2 separate regions of the Mus musculus genome follow, and region 2 is linked to region 1. Evidence: chromatin contacts called from public promoter capture Hi-C data. All regions are on one chromosome and are shown on one strand. Each heading gives the region's core, a stretch centred on a gene start, on an enhancer-like site or on the middle of the called end of the contact. The rest is flanking DNA. Distances are from core to core; before and after follow the strand shown.

Region 1 (5,572 bases), core at 174-2,673:
CACGAGGTTGAGTCAGGAGGACTGCCTTGAATGTGAATCGTGTCTGGGCTACATAGTAAACTATCAGTCTGCCTGGGTTTCATAACAACTTCCTGTTTCAAAGGACAGCAATGAAATCACATAAGCACAGAGGAGTAGCCGTGTAGTTCAGTTGGTAGAGTGGTTGTCTATGCACAAGGTCTTAAACAAAACAAAACAAACCCCAGACATGATGGCACACACCTACGATCCCAGCACAAGGAAGATAGGCAGGAGGATTAGAAGTTCAGGGTCACCATAGGCTACACAGCAAGTTCGAGGCCAACTCAGAATATGTGAAACCCTGTCTTCTGAAAAAAAAAAAAAAAAGAGTTTAATGTTTTTGGTGTTAAATTAGTAGACAGTAAATTGCACAGCAAGGTGCACTTCAAACTGTATTTCAGTGGCAGAACTCACAGCACAAATGTTGTCTGCATGGCTGCTATGAGGCTACAACATGAATTACTGCAGAAAACAAAGGAAACAAAAAGAATCTCACTGACAGGACAGGCCCTCCAGAATGCAAGGGGTTAAGCAGATCTACCCACAGTGGAAAAAGGGAAGGGGGGCTCTTCATTTTCCTTCATTAAAGACTAATTTTAGGTCTTTCTAGTAAATTAACATGCTGTTTATACTTCGGATACTCCCGACCCTCAAGTCTTGGAAAACATAAAATTTCCAAGAATTAAAGTTTCCATTAATACAAACGCCAAAAGCAGGATGACCGGCGGGGGGGAAAAAAAGCACATTTGTTCCCCCACCCCCACCCCCGCTCCTTCTCAAAAGCTATAGAAAGACATTTACTGTATAATCTTTCTTGTGCGCAAGTGAGCAGTCTTATCATTCTTACGATCTAGACTGGAGGGAGAGGCCTGCGGCCAAGAGTCAAAACGGAGCCGCGACTGCGCCTGCCTGCCCCGAAGGCAGGTGTGGTGCTGGACTTTGCTTAGCCGTCCTGCTGGGTGTAAATTTTCTTTATTGGAAGAGACTGTTGATGGTGTTTTTGTTGTTAGTCTCTATCTTTGTTTCCCTTTTTGTTTCTTTTGTGTGACTTTAAGTGCCTGAAAACTGGTCTTAGTTGGTGAAATCGGTTTTTTTTCCGAAAGGATTTCAGCCCTCCCACCCCTCTATATTCTAACACGAATAGATTTACAAGTTCAGGGCAGGGACCCCACCCTCACCCCACGCTCACCCCACAATCACCCCACCCAAAACACCTACACTCTCTCTATCTGGTTTTATTTCATCTGAAGTAACCCAGTGATACCCCCCCCCCGCAAGTTACACTTTAAAAAATAATAAATTAAAATCTCTTTGCGTCAGTGAACTTGGGCTCAGAAAGTTCTCTGAGCAGCGAGCCTTTTAAAGATGTGTGTGCCGGTCTGGCAGCAGAATCCGGGCTACTGGGAACCGAGCTGGCTCGGCTGGTGCCTCCTCCCCCGGTGGTCCCTCCCTTCTGGCCGGCTCCCTGCCTCCCCGGCTCCCCCGACTGGCCTCCGCCTCCACTTTCCCCGGCTCGCTCGGAGGTCTGGCCCCAGCTAGGCGGCTGAGGAGCTGGCGGAGCATGGCCACTAGCACCTCTATCCCCAGCTCCTACCCCGCCCTCCCCGTGGCCCGGCAGCAGGAGGGGGGAAGCCAAACCCAACCCTCATCTTCCAGCCCTCCTCCCCGCGTGCACTATGGATCGCACCTTCTAGAGTCTTAACTCAGTTCTGGAGGACCAACATCCCCCGGATCTGCACTTCGGGAGGTCTCTGCTCCCGGGATGCGAGAGCCTGGGACCAGCCCGCCCTGTGCGGAGCTCAAGCCGCAGCCGGGAGCGCAAACCCGAGTCTGTAAGTTGCATCGCGCCTCCCGGGGAGAGGAGGGGAAGCCGGCTATAGCGCAGCCCAAAGCCAAACAGTCAAGGTGTACCCAGATTGGCTCGAGCTGTGCAAATCCACTGCAGACCTCAGCAGTGTCTCTAATCCCCGCGTCGCAAATTACTTTCCAGCATATAGTATGATATAGGTTCAGAGGGAGGGGCGGGGAGTCTGGCTGCCTTTTAAAACGCATCTCGTAAATCCTTCCAATTTAATATCAATCATTTTCAAGTTCGAAAACGCAATGTTTGGTATCTTTTAATTACAGTTAATATTTTCTTAATGAACAGGAAGCAGTTTTCTTCGCTGCTACTAAAAGAATCCCTCCATCTTTCCTTTTAACCTTGCTACTTTATCTAAATAGTTTAGCAAGTAGATAGTGAACCCACTTGGCCTTTAATTTTCGTCCTCAGGCTTGCCTGACTAATCCCGAGACACAAAAGAATATACAGAAAATGCTTAAAGATTTGCTTATAGCGGTTATTTCCAAGAGTGAGCAGGGAGGAGAGAGAGAGAGGGGGGGGGGGATTCCTCCGGTTCTGATCAAAAGTTTTCTCTGGGATCCCAGACCTCAGACACAAAGTGGGTTCTCTTTTGTATTGATCACATCTTTAATTTAATATGTGTGTAAAACAGCATCCCTTTGTACAGATACCTGAGACGAGGAAATGAAGTTGACAGTTTTTAATAAGCGTTTCTCTAGTCTAGGAGGACGCGTGTGGAGGAAAGGAGCCACAGGTTCAGGCAGGTGCATAGGCGGGCTATGGTGAAAGGAAGATGTTGGCCAGGAAGAGCATCATCCCGGAGGAGTATGTGCTGGCGCGCATCGCAGCGGAGAACCTGCGCAAACCGCGCATCCGCGACCGTCTCCCCAAAGCCCGCTTCATCGCCAAGAGCGGAGCCTGCAACCTGGCACACAAGAACATCCGAGAGCAAGGTCGCTTCCTGCAGGACATCTTCACCACCTTGGTAGACCTGAAGTGGCGTCACACGCTGGTCATCTTCACCATGTCCTTCCTCTGCAGCTGGCTGCTCTTCGCTATCATGTGGTGGCTGGTGGCCTTCGCCCACGGGGACATCTATGCTTACATGGAGAAAGGCACCATGGAGAAGAGTGGCCTGGAGTCCGCTGTCTGTGTGACCAATGTCAGGTAAGAATGAAATGGAGTTACCAGCAAAGTAGAAATAAAAAGCTCTTTCAGCTAGTCGATTGTGAAATAAAGGGTCTTCATTGGGCAGTTCAGAAACAAAAAGCAAATACAGGGTGCAGGGTTGAAGTTAGCACATTAAAGTCTTTGTAAATGTAGTTTTACCAACAGGTTTCTGAGAATGTGCGACTGCTTCTTTGTGCTGACCTTGGATGGGTTCAAAGAATTCCTGACTCCCCCCCCCCCAACAACAACAACAAACAACAACAACAAAAAAAAAAAACCACAGTTCGTTTTCACCACAAGGATGTCCAGTGTGCACCAGGAAATATTCCCAGTCCATCCAAAGCACTGTGCAAATACAAGAAATATTTTTTTTCTGTAAAGCAGTCTTAATTTTAAAATACACTAAAAATAAAATAACAGAAGTAAATAAAAGCCCTTCTTTATCAAGGTTATTTTGGCATCTCTGACAGATTTTTTTAGATTTAAAAAAATTAAAGCTTATTCTAAAATTTAGAAGAGAGAGTTGTAGTGAAAATTAGTCCAGATTTTCACAAACGGGGTTGAATAGACAGCAAGTGGATATTGAGGTCTCTTTCCAAAGCTTCCACAGAGCAGGAACAAGGCAGCTTTTAGGTTATCTAAATTTGACTTCTGCATTTAGGGATGCTTCAAAGTCAGCTAACACGCACTGGGGTTCCACGTCTCTCTTCTCTATTCCCAAGAGGCCCCAAACACTGCAATGGGGCAAACTTTTTAGTTTGTTTCTTTGGGTGGAGACATAATTGCTAAGGCAGAGAGACTGAGGGCGCTCCAGCCAGGCAGGAAAGGACTTCCAGCGGTCCTGGATCCTATAAAAGTAGCAGAGCATGGCATAGACACCCATAGCTGGGAGCAGAGCTCCTCATGATCTTACTTGCCCTTCCACTTGGCCAAGTAATTGCCAGGCCGACATGTCAAAGAGAGACATCACCTTAGACCACACACAGATTCCAGCTCAGATTTGTCATGAGAGCAATGTACTAGAAAGACCTGGGCTTTACCACTGGGCAGATAGGATTTTCTTTATTCAAGCTTTTGCCTCAACAACAATGAGAATAAGAACCCCAGGTGAGCAGACAACTAGGGACATGGAGAACAAAGTCCTCTCTGTGTTTAAATATTTCGGCTGTGTTTAAGAGATTTGATGCTGTAATGCTGAGTCTCTCTCATGGACTTACTGGCCTTGACTTGGCTGCTGAGGGCATTCATATTCAAACAAGGTTCCAGCAAACGGGAAAGAAAAAAGGTCCTGACAAAGAGAAGTAGGAAAAACGATCATGACAACCTTGAAAATAAACTAATTTTACTCAAGATGATCTATTGTCACTACCCATGAAAAATAACTTAGTAGATTTAAATATATATCATCAAAAAGGGATTATTCTTCCTAGGATGTCTTCTAGGAAGAGAATTCTATAGCATTCACTGGTCCCTAAAATCTGCTTCTTATGACTTCTTATCAAGCAAGATATTCTGAAGAGCATTTACTTCCTACATGCATTCCTAATGGTGTTGAGAGGTGAGAAATGGTGTCAACATTACAGTGAAGCAGCGGTGACTTTCTCAACAGCGCCAGCTTTTAAATCTCGCTCCTTAGCATATTTAAAGCTCATTCTCTTCCTAGAGAACTTTAAACATGCACAATTCCAACTGTTTACATTGCCAATTTGTTGTCAGGCAGCTTTGGTGTCAGGCAAATCATCAGATTCGGAAGCACCTTCCTCTCAGAGGCTGTCCACCAGTATTTCCAACATCCCTTGGTTGCTCTTACTTTAGGGTGGCTCACTTTCTCCTTTGTGCAAAGATGACTTTCCAAAGTGAGTCCGAAAATAGAAACTATGTTATTTTATGTTATTTTTCTCATTATTGTTCAGCTGATACCAGGCCCTCAGCCCTGCTCTATTGAAGGCTTTTTTTTTTTCACTTGAGATTTTTTTAGCAAGCGAGGTGTCCAGATAAGATTGGCTCTTATATTAGATAGAGAAATTGAATTCCATTTTAAAATAAACAATATGAAAACACAGTGCATGAACCGTCTCCCAAGCCATGGACAGACATTGGACTCTTCTCTCACATACAAACCAACATTAAAGCTCCATGTTATATGTGTGCCCTCTTCTGAGATCCATTTCTACTGTCTGTGCTATTGTCAGTCCATGCCACATATCTCGAAGTGTGTGGGTAGGGCAGAAGTCAGTTCTTACAGTTTTGCACAAACGCTTTTTCAGAGATAAAAGGCTCCTTTCCTACCCCCACTTGAAAGCTGATGGATGTGTACAGACTCACGCTCCTGGCTTCCTGCCAGAGGGCAGCGTGTATTGAGTGCTCAAAGTTCAAATGTTTTGTTCACTCATTGTGCCTGGCATTCATAGATAATATTTTGACAGACTGTAACATCTGGTTTCTCTCCTATGAAGTTAAAGAAGTGTGGAATTGGGGTTGAGTGTCAGGAATTGGGTCTGTGATGAAGTGCCAGCAATACTGGGTATGCAATCAGGC
Region 2 (5,755 bases), core at 243-2,742, 530 kb before region 1:
AGCAAGGATAGTTTAGGTGCTTAGGAAAAAGCTACAGGTGGGTCCAAGGAAATTATGTGAGATTGTGATCTTATTGTTACTGACAAGGATGGAAATTTCTCTAGTCCAAACAGTATGCAACAATGTATCTTTTACTTATTCTTTTTCTTCTTTTGAGCAGGACATTTTCTTTGGAAGAATTCAGTTTTGCCCATGGGCAAAATTCCTTTCTCAGGAGGACTCTTTTTGAAAGGGCGTTTCTGGTTCATTACCACTTCAAGTAATTTTTCTATCCTGTTTTAGTATTTTTGAAGTTAAAAAGACCATGCTGATATCTTCATTTAGGAATTTTCCATTCCTGATAAATTCAGTGCTGTGATTTTTTTCCCACTGGCATTTTCAGTGTTGATTTCAGTATTTACTACAGAGTGTATTGCCAATGCTGGGTTTGCCATAGTGTAGGAAGTGCTCTTGTTCCATCCTGTGTGTGGGCTTCAACCCCAATCATTTTCTGATAGTCTGAAGCAGTATCTAATACCCCACTTTGACAGGCTCATGATGTATCTAGAGTGGGGTCAATTTACAGAGACCTAGTGAGGTCTTCTTCGGGCTCATTTCTCACACTGACTACATGTACCGCTGGAGGTTCGTTTCTTGCTGACTTTTAGCCAGCACTGTAGACCTTTCCTTTAGGCGTGTGAATGCTTAATACTTAGAGAGCTGGATGTGCAGGCACAAACCCATCACCTTAGCACTTGTGACAATACACCAGGAAGACTGCCACATTCAAAGCCAGCCTGGGCTGCATACCAAGGAGAGGCCAGCAGGCAAGATGTTGCCTCAAAAAAGAAAGTTCACACTGACACACAAAGTTCACACTGACATAAGGAAGTGTGAAGTGCCATCTATAACCCAGTACACAGTACAATTGCCTGTGACTGAAATAAGTCTTTGAAGAAATAATATTTATTTTCACTAGCTGAGATGCGTGTGTGTAATTTTTTGTCCCTTTTCCTTTTTTTTTTTTTTTTTTTTTTTTTTTTTTTTTTTTTTTTCTTTTTTGAGCCAAACTTTTCGTCTGTTGCCCAGGCTGGCTAAGAACTCGATGCAATCCTCCTGCCTCCACTTTCCAAGTTCTGGGTTGACAGGTGTGCGTCCCCACACCTGACTCTAACCAGAGGATTCTTACTGAAATTCATAGAAAACCACTACTCGCATCAGTACCCCTTCCTGGTGGCCGTCTCAGGAAACACTAAAAGTAGACTCCTCTAGTATGCTTGGCAGCAGCAGTCTGTCCAAGGGCCAACAAAATGAAGCGCGGCTGGGTTGTCACCAGCGCCGGGTGCCCAGAGCGCTGGAGCGTGTCCTCAGCACGGCTCCTGCACCTAACCGACCCGAGGCTGGGTAGATGATGCAGGGCTCGACCGGTTCCCCTGCTCTCCAGCTCAGCCCCGCCCCTCTCCCATGGCCCCGCGAATTCAAATCGGCCCCGCCGCAGGGCAGAGCACCGAGAGATCGATCGCTCCCGCCCCTCGAGCCGCCATTTTTGGAAGGTGGGAGGAGAAAGGTGGGTGGGCGCGGTGCCTGCTTTGCGGGATGCTGACTGGACTTGGCGGCTCTCTGCAGCACGTCAGGGGTAGGGCAGCACGGCTGGCCGGCGCCCTTCCTCCGGCTGCTTCTCCGGAATGAGGCCTCGGTGGCCGCGCGGGACGACTCGGTTCCTGCTCAGAGCGTGAGTGCGGCGCGCGCGCCCTCCGCTGTCAGTTGGCGCGCGCTCCCGACGCCTCTCCGCGCGCCCCCGCGCCCCCCCCCCCCGGGCTCGCGCTCGCTCGCTCGCTCGGCGCAGACTCGCTTGTTTGTTTCTGCAGGAATCCTAGGAGAGGCCGAAGCCGCCGTGATGCCGGGGAAGCTGAAGGTGAAAATTGTGGCCGGTCGCCATTTGCCGGTGATGGACCGTGCCAGTGACCTGACGGATGCCTTCGTGGAGGTTGGTTCCTGGTCCTGCCCCCCAGAGCACGGGGCGCCGAGCCCTGCCCTTCCCGCGGTCCCCGGCTCCGTGGAGGGATGCCCGCCCGCCCCCAGCCCGTGAGATGTGGCCATCGGTCCTGGACACGTCCCGCTGCCAAGCTCGCGGTCAGGGCGTCGGTCCGACCACCTGCCGGTCCGAGGCGTGGCAGCGGAGACGCTCGCCACGACCTCGTTTGCGGTTAGGAGGTTAAGGGCCATTGCTGCAGCAAGTCCACGCAGCCAGCCCTCTGGGGACACCCACAGCCCCACGGTGCGACTACATCCAACCCGTACCCCAACACCGTCTGAATCATCAGTGCAAGTCACACACAACAGCAGCACTAAAGCTGCCCTTGTGTAGACTGGTAGGGAGGTGAGCTGTTTCAGGGTAATTTATTGCCTCGAGGTAGGAAGTCAATTAAGTGCCATGGGTTTCAATTGCAAAATTGCTCTTTAAGTCTAATGATTAGTTTAAAAGTCATGCAAATTAGCACAGGCCTACTGTCCGGAAGTTAATAACTCACAACCTGAAAGAAGCCAAGGAGAAATTGTAATAAAAGTTGACATAATGAGGCAGACCATTAGAGCAATAATCATTTGGGCTATTAATGCTTAGGGTTCAAAGACATATGACAGTATACTTATACTCAATATATTCTTAAACGTTCCAGAACCTAATTAACTGCAATTCACTGTATTTTTTATTTTATTTATTTTTATGGCATTTGTTGAGTTCAACTTCATCTTTTATTGAAACAAACAAACACAAACCAAACTAACCCCCCCCCCCCAAAAAAAAAAACAAAAAACAAAAAACAAAACCCAAAGCAGTTTGCTCCTGGGCCAGATGTCAACAGAGATCTAATGATAACTGAAGTTGTACTGCCTTTCAGGCAGCCTGGAGAGTAATCCACACAGCTGATATTAATATCTAATATGTATTGAGCTTCATTATTGAGATATTTGTGTTTTGTACTTTTGAATCCTTAGTTTTTACAGCAAAGCTAACTAGGAGCCATATCCTCATCTTACAGGTTAGGCAGTGGATTCCTAGGGGCAGAAATAATGTGCTTCGATGATCTACCTTGTAAATCTCCACAGCCTAGCAGCAGTCTCTTCTATTATAACTTTCCCACCTCTCTAGACAAGGTGCTGAATGTTATTTTTGAATGATGGTTGTTTGCTAGGCCCTGTGCTATTCTGGTTTAGTTGATGTATGTATAATGATGAACAAGGTGAATTTGGTTTCTGATTTTAAGGAACTTTTGTTTTGGTGACTAAGACATTTTAAAAGTACAGAATTTACGAAGTAGATAATGCAAATTAGGAAAAAATTGTTATGGGTGCCATAAAAAAATGCACTAGAAAGTGGTAAAGATCACCATTTTTAGGTTGTGAGGTCAGTGTCAAGCAACGCCTGTTGGATGAGAGACATTAGCTCCTGAGAGCCTGTAGCCTGTGTCTGTGTAAAAGGGTGAGGAGGCAGAGGAGAAGCTGGAGGAGGCTGGTGTGTTACAGGAGTGTAGGAGCATGCAGGTGATGTCTTTTAGTGACGGGAAGGGGAGTAGTCAGAGCCACATTTGGGGAAATGATCAAGTGAGGTAGATGGTGAGAAGATTGGTGTGGACTACGGAATGGGATGTCTCCCGTGGGTAAGAATTTCCCATGGGAAGACAGTTGTGTAGTTCTGAGCTTTGTCATTGCAGATCTTCAGTGCTACTGGCCATCTGGTTTTCTAAAACAAGCTGCTGTAGAAACTATTTAATCTCAATTGGGGCTTTTTATCCCACCTTTGATCGTTCAGTTCTAAGATAAGACATACAACCTTTATATTTATAATAAGCCTTAATCAGCACTTTACACCATACCTACCCTCTAAGCTGTTATGTTTACTTCCCTGCCAGTAACTCCACAATATGACTTGCTATGTCCCATTTGGGCTGTTCTTAATTAAAACTGGCCAGCCCTCATGGCCACGATTCAAGATTCTTACCCCATGGCATGGGAATACTCTCTCTCCATCTTTTTCTTCCTCACCCTGTCCTTGTAGTCTCTCCTCAGACTCCAAGCCCAGGAGCCGAAACCCTTGCCTGTCTCCTGCCCAGCTATAGGCTGTGAACATCTTATTTAATAAATATTCTTAAATTAAGGAGCAAGGCCACATTGTCCGTGGGGATTCCTTCTTCCCTGTGGGCATCAGGCTTGGATACCAGTATTTAGCGTTACAGTACACAGCAAAAGACCGACCCTCAGCATCTTGCTGCTCCCTGGAGCAAGCAAAGGCAGTGTTCAGTTAACGTGATGGTTGTAGTTTGTTGTTGTTTTTGATAGTCTGTCACTGTGTAGTCCTGTGCCTCAAATTTGAGGCTTTCCTGTTTCTGTCTCTGAAGGGTCGGGATTATAGATATCTGCCTGTGTGTCTAAGTTACTCTTCTGTTGCTGTGAAGATATACCATGACCAAGGCCACTTATAGCAGAGACTCTTTATTGTGACTTCCATTCTCAGAGGGTGAGTCCATGGTCATCACGGTGGGGAAGCTGGCAGCAGGCAGGAAGACATGGTAATGGATCAGTAGCTGAGAGCTCCCATCTGATCTGCAAGCACCAGGCAGAGAGAGACTAACTACAGCGGTGACACACCCAGTGACATACTCTTCCAAATTCTTCCAAAACAGTCCTAACAGCTGGGGACTGAGCATTCAAATAGAGAAGCCTATCATGGTCATTCTCTTTCAAACCATCCAATCATGCCGGGCAATAGCTGTGGATTGTGAACATTATAAGGATATTAAAACCTATCAAAGGGCTGCACAAGTGGCTCAGTGATTAAGAGCAGTGAATAATCTTCCAGAGGACCCTGGGTCAATTCCTGGCACTAATATGTCCATTCACCATGGTCTGTAAGTCCAGTTCCAGGAAATCTGACACCTTTGGTCTTCACAGACACTAGACATTGCACGAGGTTTGCAGATATCCATGTGCGTGTGCACGCACATGCATGTGCACACGCACACAAACACTCATACTCACATATACACTTTATTACAAAACTTTTATCTGTAAAACTGTTTTAGAGTCTAGGTATATTTCCTCTGAGACAGAGTCTTGCTATGTAGCCCAGACTGGCTTTGAATTCTAATCTCTAAGTGCTGGGATTTACAGACTTGTGTTGCCTTATCAGTCTTGTCACTATCTATTGGGCTATTCAAAAGCCATGACAAGGTGGGAATCACTGTTGGGAATTTTGCATCGCAGGGCACCTAGTGTTTCTGGATCTTCTTGTGCACTGCCTCAAAACATGGCTAGCAACTTCTCAAACCTGAGGCTGGTGAGATGGTTCAGTAGCTAATGATGCTTGTTGCAGGCATGGCAACCTGAGTTCAGTCCCTAAACTTGTATGGTTGAAGGAGAGGATTGGCTTCCAAAAGTATCCTCTGACCTTCACAGGGGCCAGGCACACACAGACGCATCCATAAGAAAGAAAGAAACCAGTTAACTAGTGTTTGAAATAGAGAGAGACATTTCTAACACTCAGTTCTCTAAATTGTTAGTGCAGTGGGATATATCCTTGAAAAAACTTGACATTAAGAGGACATTCGAAGATGGGGTGTGGCGATGCACATCTTTAATCCCCAGAAGCAGAGCCAGGTGGATGTAGGGAATCCTGTGCCAGCTAGAGTTTCATAGTCAGACTCTGTCTCAAAAACGTTATTTGAGTAGGAGGATAAGGGGAAGGAAACTGTTATGGGTATGTGAAAAATAAGGAAAA

The links. Promoter capture Hi-C pulls out the DNA fragments that hold promoters and counts their contacts.
Region 2: a promoter capture Hi-C map of liver shows a contact between it and region 1, with 2.8 times the contacts expected there. The contact joins the promoter of C2cd5 here to the promoter of Kcnj8 in region 1. A contact is called at or near these places in 1 of 39 promoter capture datasets (liver), 1 of 484 Hi-C or Micro-C datasets (embryonic stem cells) and 1 of 115 datasets of contacts at active chromatin or transcription factors (memory CD8 T cells).

The regions. Positions count from the first base shown.
Region 1 is chr6:142,567,465-142,573,036 of GRCm38.p6, reverse strand. It overlaps Kcnj8 (potassium inwardly-rectifying channel, subfamily J, member 8), which reads left to right and starts at 1,423. Exons shown (of 3, transcript NM_008428.5): 1 at 1,423-1,853; 2 at 2,584-3,031. The coding sequence starts at 2,658.
Region 2 is chr6:143,095,889-143,101,643 of GRCm38.p6, reverse strand. It overlaps C2cd5 (C2 calcium-dependent domain containing 5), which reads left to right and starts at 1,492. Exons shown (of 29, transcript NM_001362113.1): 1 at 1,492-1,711; 2 at 1,848-1,966. The coding sequence starts at 1,877.